Regions from separate parts of the Neogale vison genome. Here region 1 is linked to region 2. A link is a contact called in public Hi-C data. All regions are on one chromosome and are shown on one strand. Each heading gives the region's core, a stretch centred on a gene start, on an enhancer-like site or on the middle of the called end of the contact. The rest is flanking DNA. Distances are from core to core; before and after follow the strand shown.

What was found. Hi-C and Micro-C count contacts between places; a contact is called where the count stands out from the background.
Region 1: a contact with region 2 is called in a Hi-C map of muscle, with 5 times the contacts expected there. The contact joins the promoter of MYO1E here to the enhancer-like site in region 2. A contact is called at or near these places in 2 of 3 Hi-C or Micro-C datasets (fibroblasts and muscle).

The regions. Positions count from the first base shown.
Region 1 is chr13:101,317,700-101,324,352 of ASM_NN_V1, reverse strand. It overlaps MYO1E (unconventional myosin-Ie), which reads left to right and starts at 1,313. Exons shown (of 28, transcript XM_044230483.1): 1 at 1,313-1,698. The coding sequence starts at 1,696.
Region 2 is chr13:101,255,890-101,262,405 of ASM_NN_V1, reverse strand. All of the region lies in intron 1 of MYO1E (unconventional myosin-Ie), which reads left to right. Among named protein-coding and RNA genes, the nearest start is that of MYO1E, 64 kb to the left of the region's middle. Within about 2 kb of position 1,350, the one cell type or tissue checked has open chromatin away from gene starts, as enhancers often do. A contact at or near this core is called in fibroblasts, where this site is marked.

The sequences.
Region 1 (6,653 bases), core at 64-2,563, 62 kb before region 2:
AAGGTTTAGTCCATGTTGTGGCCCATGTCCGCACTTCCTTCCTTTTTAAAGGCTGAATAGTATTCCATTGTATGGACATACCACATTCTGTTTAGCCATTCCAGGCAAGATGATTTTTTTTTTAAAGATTTTTTTTTTTAAAGATTTTATTTATTTATTTGACAGACAGAGATCACAAGTAGGCAGAGAGGCAGGCAGAGAGAGAGAGGAGGAAGCAGGCTCCCTGCTGAGCAGAAAGCCCAATTCGGGGCTCGATCCCAGGATCCTGGGATCATGACCAGAGCCGAAGGCAGAAGCTTTAACCCACTGAGCCACCCACGCGCCCCGGCAAGATGATTTTTAACATCCACACCAACTCTAGAGTCCTAGATCAAGTGAAGACCTACCGCCAAAGTTCATAAACAATAAATCATAATGCTACATACTTTCTCTAAGCCAGAAGTTTTCATTTCTTACCTGCCACAGATCCTGGGAGAACAGTCATGTTGTAACCCACCAAGATTACCTTCTGAACGCTTAAAACAATAAGACCACACTCTCTACCTTATTTCAGGATTCTTCCCCCACCTCCAATGTCCTTCTCACTGCCCACTCCATGCCTTGAAACTCCATATTCTGGAATAATTCGGCTTTGCAGGTATGGTTGTACAGCTAATTGTTCTCAACAGATAGGGTTGACTGAGGTGGGTGGGTGCTTTTTCCCTCACTTACCTTTCTCCTGTCTCTCTGTTCACTGCAATGCAACTTTTTCACAATTCAAAAGTCCCCAAGAGAGAGACAGAGGGAAAGGAAAAAAAAAAAAAAAAAAAACGGAAAAAAAAAAAAAGCCTTCCTTTGTTTTCCAAGGAAATTCAGGTAAAAGGAGGGGTAGGGGAAATGATATTTTTGACTTTCCTCACAATCCAGACATTGGAAAGAAAAGGGATTTCCTTTGGGCTGCAGCCATGACTCTGATCTTTTATGCTGATAAAATATTTCCTTCTTAAAAAAAAAAAAAGTTATGGGAAAATCATACCACATCGACTTGGAAGCCACACCTACTGTAATTTTCGCGTTTAAAAAAAGAGAGAGAGAGTCTTGCTCACTTTCACGGAGGGTTTTGCGCGGTTGAGGTCTTGCACCCGGGAGCGAGCCGGGTCAGCGGCGTTCCTTTGGAAGCTAGCGTGGAGGACTACAGGATCCAGAGGTCTTTGGAAACTCCAGCAGCTCCAAGCTTGTTGGCTACCACGGTTTCCCTGAGGAGTGACGCTGTGAAAACAAACCCTGATTGGTCAGGCCTGAGCTGAATTCTCCATTTATGGACAGATTGCCCAGCCCGAACCGAGGCTCTGCCGGAGGAGTACAGAGTAAGTGGCTGAAGAAAGAAGGAGCGATCCTGGGCAGCCGGGCAGACGCGCGGAGAGCATCGGGCTCATCTACGCGGGTTGCGAGCGCCTGGTCCGAGTGGACCCCTGCCTTTGGCAGGATGTGCCCCGTCTGCTAAGTCGCCTCCTTCTCGCCCTTCACCTAGCGCCGCCGATCCCGCCTGGATGGAGTCCCCCCAGGGTTCCCATTGGCTCCTGTGAGTGCTTGGGTGTCGAGAGCCTGTTTTTGGCGAAGGGGACCAACTTTTGAAGTTTGCCCAGGAGTCTGCGATCCAGCCCCAGCTCCCCGGCAGCCGGACCCGGCAGAGGAGGGACCGCAGCGCGAGTCACCATGGTGAGTTGGTCGCGCGGCGTCCCGGGACGCCTGACCCTGGGATGGGGCAGGAAGCGCCGGCGCGGGGTACCCACCTTGGGCGCGCAGCCCAGGCCAGGGGTGGAGAAGGTGGACGCGGGAGTCGGCACGTCGCGAGCTCTGCCCGCCGCTTTCCGTAAACCCTGGCCGGGGGAGAGGGAGCGAGGGGGCCAAGGAAAACTTTCTTTCAAGTCGCTCTGGACGCCGCGAAACTTTTTGTGGCCGGGTTGCTATGGCTGCCAGCTGTCGGAAGCCAGTGTATGGGCAGCTCTGAGCTCGGGGGCGCGGCCCTCGGAGGGGACCCCTCTCTTCCTGCCGGGCCGGTCGACAGCGCCCGTGCCCCGGCGTTCCCGCCCGCTGCGGCCCGGAGCGCGGCTCTGCGGCGCTGCCGCCGGCTCGCCGCGCCCCCTCCCCTGCGCGCCCCGCGCTCCCCTCCCCGCCGGCGGGCACGGGCGCCGGCTGCCTCCCCGCCTCCCCGCCTCTCCGCCCCCTGCGCCGCCCGCAGCTGTCCCGCCTGGCTGCTGCACGCTGGCGGGGGCGGAGCGGGCCGCACAAAGGGCGGCGGGGGCGCCAGGTAGGACGAGCACCTGGCGCTGGGCGGGCGGCCGAGAGCGAAAGTGGCGCAGCCGGCAGCCTGGCCGGCCTGGCCTTCGCTGGGCGCGGGCCCGCTGGGTCTCTGCGCCCGGGAGGCCGAGTAAACACCCCCACCCCTGCCCCCCACCCCTTCCCCGAGGGCTAGGTGACTGGCGCTTCTCGGTGTACCGCGAACCGGTCGCCCGGGAGGAAGTCGAGTGTTTTGTTCTTTTTCCTTTGGCACTTTGGGAATACAGGGAAGTGGCTGACTTTTTCTCCGACTGGCTTCTGACTTTTCCTCTCCCCGCCCCCGAGAGCCCCAACTCCGCCCCCATTAACCTGAGCCGCATCCCCCCCGGGTCTCGGTGGGGTGTACGTTTCTTCCCGAAGCACAAAAGCAAGGACTCGGTTTTGAAGAGATGGACAGTCCATCCGAGAAAGAAAGAAAAAAAAGTTCGACTACAAGGCTTCATAGTTTCCACACTTGCTCCTTTTCAAAGAACCCTGCTCGGGTAGATGGCCTGATCCCCTTCTGGTTCGGTTTGTTCGGTTTTAATGATTGTGAATGTGGAGTTAAGTCAAAAACGGTAACTAGTACAACACCAATTTAAAAAAAAAATCTGTCCTGCGTGACCGGCCTGAGAAATGTAGCAAAGGCCCATGCGAACTTACGGTCGAAACTCAAAAGCAGCTCTAGACCCAGTGCTGTTTATTCAAAAGAATGTTTCTAAAAACAAAACAGTCTTTAAAAGGGCATCTTTGACACAAGCTTTTTCTTTTTACGTAGTCCAAAATTGTGTCACTTCTGTTCCTCCCTAAGAGGACACTTCATCTGTAAATAAATTTCCTCCTTAAGTTTCAGGTTTTAAGAAGTCGGTCTAACCTACATTATTTTTGGAACCCCTGGGAGAGAACCATTTACTTACACTGTGTGTGTAAGTGTGTGGTTGGGTGGAGGAGCGACCGAATTGGGCCACTACCTAATTGGCTGCTTGAATCTGAGCAATGTGATAGTCCTGGTACTTTGGAATTGCTATCATTGTTTTCCGTGAGTCAATATTTCTAAAAAAAAAAAAAAAAAATCAATGTGTTTATGTCAAGAGCTTCAAGAAACTTAACTGAATTCAAATACTTGAGAGCTACCTTGAGAAAGTTAGCTTTCCCTTAGTTAATTCATTTTTCTTGCTGGACACACTACCAAAGTAGTCTATGATGCCTTTTCTGGAGACCTCGGAATCTCCATACTCAGTTTGGCTGCATTGCTTTTGAAGGTGGTTGATCAAATGGGTGCAGAGGAGGCATGTTGGAAGGAAGAGACTTGTTGCCAGAGTTGTGTAATGTGTCTATGGGAGGACAGGGTGTGACTTACCTGTTGATGGGTTCCCTGCCAACAGCGCAGATGGCCCCGTTGCGGGCAGCCAGGCGACTATCAGCGCATCAGAAAAAAGTTGAAACAGCTGCTGTCCTGAAATCGGAGATTTGCCATCGCTGCATCTACTAGATGTAGAGTAGCATGGCAAAAATGAAATGCATCACTTCTTCCCTGGCTCGAGAGATTGTTCATTAGCTATGGGAGGTTGTCTGAGAGCAGCGTCATCCATCTTAAACAGAAACCTCAGTTACACTGTTTACTGTTTATGTAAGATGCCTTCAAGCCAGATGAGGCTGCATTTTGTGTGTCACATCTGTCTGGGTCTGCCCAGCTGCATCCTTCAGCCGCTCAGTACCGGAAGAGAAGGGGCATTGCCTTCCATGGGTGTGGCTGAGGCTTAGCCTGGAGAATAGAGTTCCTCGGGCCCTCGGGCTGTAGGGAGAGCACCTGTACTGTTGTTTGCGGGTTTGTGTGTGTGATCTTTTAGGAAGTCTGGTGGCACGTGAGGAAGACTCTCCTCTTGTCCCCATGGCCCTCCCAAGACTCATTCAATTGTGACTCATAAGGAATATTGTCATTTTCTGACTCATGAGCATAATATCCAGCTTACAGTTCACCTCCTGTCTCTTTCCTCAAAGTTCACTTTGGACCACTTTTCTCCATCTTTGGAGAATCAACAACACTACCAGGCGATATAAATTTGTACCTTTTTCCATAGGAGACTTGAAGAACTGAAAAAAGAAAAAAAAATCTCTGCCTGCCTTTATAATTCAGTGGACCTTGGTTAGGAGGGTACGGCAGTCTCCTTTGTCTTTTTTTTTAAGATTTTTATTTATTTATTTGACAGAGATCACAAGCAGGCAGAGAGGCAGGCAGAGAGAGGAGGGGAAGCAGGCTCTCTGCTCAGCAGAGAGCCTGATTCGGGGCTCCATCCCAGGACCCTAGGATCATGACCTGAGCAGAAGGCAGAGGCTTTAACCCACTGAGCCACCCAGGCGCCCCTCCTTTGTCTTTAATTAATAATCATACCCTACTAAGATTTCTTTTGTCGCGTGTGGCTTTATCATTTACAAGGGAAGTTCTGCTTTGTGGCCATGATGGTTTGAATGGTCTAATAGGCTAGAGCCCATGTCTGTAGCTCTGCCATATGCTTTGAATGCAGAAATTATTATTCATAGGGCTTCTCTGAAGTTAAATACACTAAAATATTTAAGTAAGTCTGAATTGGCCATTCCTTCAGACTGTGGTCAGGTCACATTCCTTTTTCCTCACTTACGTAGTACTTGGGAGTGAGTTGCACAAGTTACTCATAAAAAGTACACAGGAATAGACCTAGGAACTTAGAAATCTGTCAGATAGCTGACTGCAAGGTAGGTAAGTTCCTTTGGGTGAAGGTAGGGCATGTATTTAGAAAGTCTGGAATCGATTTCAGATGTTTTCTGGGAAGGTAACCTAGTCCATTCCCACTGATTAGTTTATCAGATTTGCTAATAGTTTCCGGGCCAAAACGACAATACAAACCCAAAACAAAACAGAAAATTGGGTTGAAATACAGAGAAGTTTTGTGTGTGTGTGTGTGTGTGTGTGTGTTTTAAGATTTTATTTTTAAGTAATCTCTACACCCAACACCGGACTGAAATTTATAAGCCTGAGATCATGAGTTGCTCTTTAGATCGGAACCAACCAGGCATCCCCCCAAAAGTTTTGACGGACGCAGTGGGGTTAGGGAAAGAGCTAGAGTTCACGACGTTATCTAGGGGCCAATGTGAGTTGGCCAGCCTCATGGGAGAAGTTTGATTGGTGCGACATGAAGGGAAAGCCAGCGGAGCAGCAGATGGAGAGGGATAAGAAGTGGAGGAAGCAGATAGTTGGGGAAGGTGAAGGCCGCCTACCCCATACTCTTGCTAGGGATTTCAGCTTTGTGAGTGGTTGCAAACACGAATATCTACAGGATACAATTTTTGCCGGGATGAGGCTGGCCCCTAGAGAGCAAATAAGCCCCTCTAAAAAAGGCATCATTACCTGACCTTAGATCATGGTTAGTTATGTCTACCATATTACCATGGTTAGATCGGCCATATTACATATTTCAAGGGAAGCTGGAAATCCAAATTGTTCTGCCGGACTTGCTGATTTTTCAAGTGTTCTGGCCATGGCTGAGAGGCTGAACACCTGCAAGTCAGCTGTTAGCAGCCACTCAATTGTAAATCTCAGAATGGTATCCCTGAGAACCACATGCTTCCTTCCATTCACCCACCAGCAAGACCGTCTAAACTTTGGCTCTATACCAGTAATGGTGTTTTATTAATACATCCACACCTTCCCACTGCGTTTCCCTTAAGAGAGGGAGTTGCCTGGTATTTTCAGCACATGGAACCTCCAAGCTATCAACAGGGAAAATCTGCATCCAGATTCAGAGCTATCTAAACATCAGTGTAAGTATGTAAGTTGTGTGAGTGGTGAGGCTGTAAATTGAATTTCTCTTTCTTAACCCATCACCCCCCGCTTTAGGTGAAAATGCCTCCTTGCCCTTTCCAGTATGCTGGACCTCTGTTATTACTCCTTTCTACAGCTGAATGTCATGAATTTGAGGTCTGTCTCAGGGGTTCTCCTTCCGGCTAGATAATGAGCATTTTGGTAAATATGACTTGGAATACGACTTTTTGCTCCTGTACTCAGTGTTAATGTCATGAGCTTATGTGAGACTAAATAAAAGAGAGAACATGCAGTACTTTGCATTTCCTAATGAGAAAGGATTGGGTCTCATTACTTGAAAAGAACTTGTGAAAGCTTTCTTCATCAGCTTCAAAAAGCAAAAATATTTTGAACCTATACACAAATGCAGAGTTTTATGAGCTTCATTATGGAATATGTAGAAATTTTGTACAGTCATGATTTTTTCAAGTATGAGTCATCTGCTATTTTTTTTTACAAAGAAGCAGCGATTATGTTTTCATCAGTATGTGATTAAAATGATGAGTTTTTAATATTT
Region 2 (6,516 bases), core at 101-2,600:
CAGCCCCTCTGGAACCCAGGAAGTGTGAGGAAATCAGCTACCATGGCCCCGAGACGCTCACATAGATGCTCCATAGCCCCTGTCTGTCTAAAACACTCAGCCCGGTAATTGATTCTCCCTGAATGCCAAATAAGTAGGTTTAAAATTCTAATTCCATCAAAGCTGGTTGTCAGAGTTTGATAAGGAACAGGATATTTACATAGTCTCCAAGTCTCTTCCCACAAACTGCTTAGCAGTTACAACAGGAAAAAATAGAAGTTATGCAGTAGGAAAATGGGACAGTACTTAGCCAAGTGACAAAAATGAATATCACCCACAAACATCAACAAACATCGTGTCCCTCCAGACATGATACCCTGAGAAGGACACAAAATCACTTGACTAGAAGTCTAGCCAAAAAAAAAAAAAAAAAGGCAAAAGCTGCATTTAATTATGAGGAAACATCTGACAAACCCAAACTGAAGGAAATTCTATAAAATAACTGGCCCGGATTCTTGAAAATGTCAACATTATAAAGGATGAAGGAAAGTTGAGGAGCTGTTAGAAATTAAAGGAGACTAAAGAAATATGAAAACTAAATGCAAAACAGGATGATCTGGCACCAAGCAAAAGACAATCTTGTCAAAGGACATCATTGGGCTAATTGATGAAATTGGAATATTGACTTAGATAAAAACTATGGCATCTGTGGTATCAATGTTCCATTTCCTGAGATTGTTTACTTTGGTTATATAAGAAAAGTCCCCTAGGAAATACATACTGCAGTGTTAGGAACAAGAGGGCATGATGTATACAACCTGTTTTCAACTGCTTTGTATAAGAAAAATCTACATATTTGGCAGGGAGGGAGGGAGGGACAGAAAGGCAGCAAGTGTGACAACATGTTACCAATTGGTAACAAACAGGAATCCTTTGTATATTTTTTGTAACTTTACCGAAATGGCGAAATGATTTTTTAAAAAAAGGTTTTAAAACCTACTTTTCTTATTCTACGACCATAAACAAACAAAATAAACAGAAAATCCGTTTTCTCCTCTATGCTGGGTTGGGTTAGCCAATCAGCCAAAAGGGCCGGAAAGAGATTTTTGCCCCTTTCTGCCTGTCCTCCTGACACTAAATCAAACTGTCCCAGCCAGTTGTGGGCGATTCCTGTGGAGACACCAGCCAAGCAGGTCCCAGTTCTATGTCAGGGGCAACAGGCCTGGAGGACTGCGGGCCAGGCGGGCTGCTCTCCCCCTCTCGGCCCACCCCAGAGCCGAGGGTTTCTTCCAGCAGCAGCAATGGTGGTCGCAGATTGAGGTCAGTAGGAAAACAGATCTGTTTCGGGTTGTCATGTTGCACATTATGCGATGAGTGAACAGAAAAGAATGCAGCCCAGTGAAGGGACAGCCTGTGAACTCTGGGTCTGGTTTTGAATATCCTTATGATGCCCGGCATAGAAAACAGGAAACATCGGTTAAAACGGGAAATCGCTGTGGGCTGAGTTACTGTAATGCCTCATTTTACTTAGAAGCTGGCATCGAGTAGGGCCTTCATCCACAGCCTGACATCTCCTGCTTTTCTGTGCCTTGATAATTTTGCCCTCTCTGTAGGGCGGTGCATTACTCAACCGAGAGGCTTTTAGGCTGGGATTGCTACCTTTAAGTAAGCTTAGAAATTGTGTTTCTCAAGAGCTGTTTGTTTTGCCCTGTCTCTGGGTTTAAAAAGCAGTCTAGCTCTGCTGCTGGTTCTGGGTCCCTCCTCCTGCCTCCTCTTTTATTTCTAAGTAGGTGAGATGCAGCACACAGAGACTCACAGCCCAACTTAATAATATCCCGCCATTCAGGTCATGATCTCAAGGTCCTGGGATCAAGCCCCACATGGGGCTCTCTGCTCAGCAGGGAGCCTGCCTCCCCCCCTCTCTCTGCCTGCTGCTCTGCCTACTTCTCATCTCATCTCTGTCAAATAAATAAGATCTTTAAAAACAAAAACAAAAACAAAAACCACCACACCTTCATTTTAAAAATTAAATAAATAAATAAAAAATAATATCCCACCATGAGAGACTTCGCTATTATCATGCTAGACATAAGCAGTGGTGTGTTCCTGCAGCTGAGGAGCCCAGCCGGAAATTTGCTCTCTTGTCCTCCCCAGATCCCCATCACTCCTCTGGGCTCCTCTAAAGTAAGGGCAATTTTGCCAGGCGATCCAGGCCGTGAAATGGACATCATTATACCTGTTCCCTTCCTGCCCCTCAGAGCTGCTCTGGGACTCACATGGGATGATATGCAGCTGAGTAGGGAGACGATGGAAGCAATATACAGATTAGAGGTGGTGTTGTTTCTCTTTTTGGATGGGGATCTGACTGCAGGACTTTGGGCCTGTTTCCTCTGGAAGGAAGACAGTTTTTCTGTGTGACCTGGGCTGCACCCTCTGATGGGGATTCCATCTTGGCTGCCTGTTTCCTGTCTCCGGTGCCAAGTACTCAGCCTTGGCCTTCTGGCCTCACTTGGCTGCTTTTATTTTTCCTGTCTATCTAGCCTGTTTTCTGCCTCACCAATGAAAGTAGGCATGATGGAACCCGGAGCCTCGTCTGTACAGTCTGCAAGTGTTGCCCCAGCTCCTAGGACAGTGCTTGGCCCCCAGGAGGCGTATAACTGTTGGAATGAATGAATGAATGAACGAACCAATGGATGAAGGGCTTCCCATCCTTGGTTTTCTTATCTGCTGTTTGCCTCCTGTTCTGCACAATCTCATGCATGTCTATGGCAACAACTTTTTAGGAATCAATGGAGGACTCTCAAATCGATGTTCCTTCTTGGCCCATGGCTTGCTCCTAAGCCCCAGAGCTCCGGATCTGAGCACCCAGGGCCTACTGTGGGAACGTTCAATGAAGAACGGATTTTGAGTATAGATTCTGGAAGGAGGATATTTGCTCACTGGTGCTGATCTGGGGCAAGTGATGTAATTTCATTGTGCTTGGTCTTTCTCATCCTTAAATTGGAGATTAACAATAACGCTGACTTTATAGGCTTGTTGGCACAGGTAAATGCGTTAATACCTGTAAATAGCTTAGAAGTTGCTTGATACATAGTGAACTGTCTGTAGAGCTCACTGTACCCAGGTGCCGTGTGGGACATCGGGGTGATTGGTTTCTGCCAGTTTGTCATGGCAGAATAAAGGGGGCACTGCTGAATCCTGAACTGTTTCTCCAAACGAAGTGCAGACTTATTCTTTGCCTGTGGCATGTGGACCTTGGCTACCCATGCCTCCCTGCTCAGGAACCAGAAAGTGCTTTTCCTAACCCAGCCAACTCTATGGCTGAGATAGCTCCTGAGCTGTGAGACCCCTGCCTTGATCTGCAAACTCCCGTTTCCCACTACTTGCACGCCCGTGGGAGAGAGCCTCCCTTAGACTCTTCAGGTTCACTTCTCAAGCTCTGCCTTCTAGAAAATCCCCTCCCTTCTTTGGCCACGTGGACACGTTAGGCCCGGATCACTGGTCCAGTTCAGATAAGAAAAGACCCCCTAAACCGGTAGGCCCAAGCTCATTTTGCAGTCTTGTTTGTAACTGTAGTAATGTCACAATTCAGTTGAGATTTTCATCACACTGGTGAGGAAATTCATAGGGAAGGTTACTACAGCAACCTTCACTCTGCTGGGGGAAAGCATATCCCTCACAATGGGGCCTTTCAGAGCCTGGGCCCCAAAGCTGGGCAGTGATTCAGTCTATTCAAAACACAATGGGGCAAAACAGAATAGAAAGGAAAGACACATTGTTTTAGGCCTCCCGTCCCCTTTGGTAGCTTTGCGCATGCTTGTCCATCCCTGGGCCCAACTTGGCTTTTGACTTTTAATTTCACAACTCGCTTGGGACTCACATGCCTGCTCTCTAAAGAGCATTTCGTGTCGGTCTAAATAATAATGACGACAACTCTACAGCCAGAAAGTGTAGAAACTCACTCATAGCCAGAAAGTGCTGCCGAAAAAATACCTTTAAGAAAAGGTGGCACAGAGTTTCAATTGGGAGACCAGGAGAACACCGATTGATTAGGTATGTTTAAAAATATTCAAAAAATAAAATAAAAATAAAAATAAAAATAAAAATATTCAAACCACGCTTCAAAACTGAGCCCTGTAAAACCACCATCATTTTTTTTTGAGGGGTGAAAATCTTAAATGACTAAAAAAATCAAAATCAAATCCAACCAAATCACCCTTGCCTTCATTCACAGCCACTCAGAATAAACACACCCACCGAACAAAATTTACCCACCATCAGTCAATGATTGGTTCACTTACATTTTTTTTTTTAACTAGAGAATGTGGCCTAGAATTTTCAAAGCTGAATGAATATAGCCAGTTAAGCGTGTGAACTGTAGTTGTACTAAGCAAAAGAATTGTTAATTGCAGTTTCCTTAGAATGGAAGTCGGAAGGAAACTTTTTTCTAATTTTTTTTCTCCTTGAGAGCATTTATAGTATTTTATTTTATTTATTCACACGCTTGCTCCATGATCAGACAAACTTTTCTTATGTTGTATATTCAGTATATCTGTAGGGTTATTTTATGTCTTTCTCTTTTTTAATGTTTCCCGCATGTTTAATTTAAACCATTTCCTTTTTATCTTCCTCAGGATTTCAAGCTATTTCTTTTTCCTAACCTTTGTACTCTTGCTCCACTAAATTAAAAAGAAAAGTCAAAGTGAGCTTTTCTTGTAAATGCGCAAACTAGCAGGTCCTCTGTATCTTAAAGCCAGATTCCATCAAACAAATGGCGAAACTTTTTGCTTTTGATGCCAGTGGACCCTAATTGGTGTGTGGTCACTTTTAGGTATATCTGGGTGTTGGCTCTTTGATTTTAGTAAGTAACGCTGTGCTTTTTTTTTTTTTTTAAATTTTTTTTTTTAAGATTTTATTATTTATTTGACAGAGAGAGATCACAAATAGGCAGAGAGGCAGGCAGAGAGAGAGAGGAGGAGGAAGCAGGCTCCCTGCTGAGCAGAGAGCCCGATGCGGGACTCAATCCCAGGACCCTGAGATCATGACCTGAGCCGAAGGCAGCGGCTTAACCCACTGAGCCACCCAGGCGCCCCTAAGGCTGTGCTTTTGACCCAACTCCCAGGAAGAGAAGGGGTCACAGCCAGGGAGAGCATATTAGGACCACTGGTGCTTCTTGCCCTCCTAATTTGGGTCTGGGACTTGGGTCAAAAGGCACAGCTGCACTTGGGAGCAGAGTGTGGTCGAATTCTCTCAGCATTTTTGCAACCAGAAACCATGCAAATGTGTCTGCAAATGCACCTGTAGTGCTGCTGGCAGTGTCTGAGCACAGCCCTCTTTGTGAGGCGGTGGTGTTGGTACCTATTGTCTTTTTACTGTCCTGCCCCAAATTGCGTGCCCCGTTTTCTCCATAACTGGGTGGGTTACCCAGCCCAGAGAGCAGCTCTCGCTTTATCTTAATTCCTTGTCTAATGTGATTTCTCAGTGCTGCTCTAGGGATCATTTGGGAGTGAGCCCCAGCCCCCTTGACTCCCATTCCTGTCCGTACCATAAGGGAGACCAGAGTTTATGACTTGCTCTTGACTTTCCGGAGCTGCAGGTTCCGTAGCCGGAACTGTTTCGGCAATTCACGTCTGTCGCCTATTTTGTCGGAGTGAGAATTTCTGTGAGGTTACTTTGAACATATTCGAGTGTCTTCACTGGGGGAAGAGGCACTTTTGCCCCAAAGGGAAGCCGTCCCCTCTTCCCAAAAGAATGTTAAATGAGAAGCCAGCACTTGCCGAAGACCAGGGTGTGGGACTCCATCTTCCAAGCTGGCTGTGAGGAGTGCTGTGAAGGGAGATGGGGTCGAGGCGGAGGTACAGTGTCTCAGGGTGGCTCCAACCCTCTGGCCTCTGCGCTCCAGAGAGGCTTCTCACAGACCCCATTATCCTTCTGTGAGTCGGTCCTAGCAGTGGGCCTGAAATGCCCCTGTAGGCAGAGCGACCATCTCTGTTCCATTGCTAAGGCGATCCTTCATTCGACTTCAAGGCAGCTTCAGTGGCTGTACAAGACACCTTGCTGTCAGACGACAACGTGCCAACCTTGGGGGAGTTTCCCAGAGCGGAGAATCGACTTCCTTTGTCTTCCACAGTAGCCTTGAAGGAAGCTACCATGGGTTTCTAACTCCATCAAACCCAAGGATAGATGTGGACTCTGTGACTCTCTCTGACCAAGTTTTTCATCTCCTGCCTGGGAATCGGAGTACATCCCTGGTTCTACAATTCTTTTGAGACCAAGGGAAACAAAGCACCTAACATACTTTTTGATACATAGTATGGGCTCAAGAAATGCAGTGCCCATTCCACATTCCGTGAACATTTTGGATCCCCCCTCTTGAAGGCAGGGGTTGTCCCTTCGATGCTGTATTATGTTTTGCCGAATACGGTGAGCCATAGAATTTCTTGGATTTTCTCTGGAGTTGGGAACTTGAAGCTGGTGAGACCCACCCATGGCCCATAATCACATCAGACATGGTTAGCTAGTGTTTTGTTTCCAATT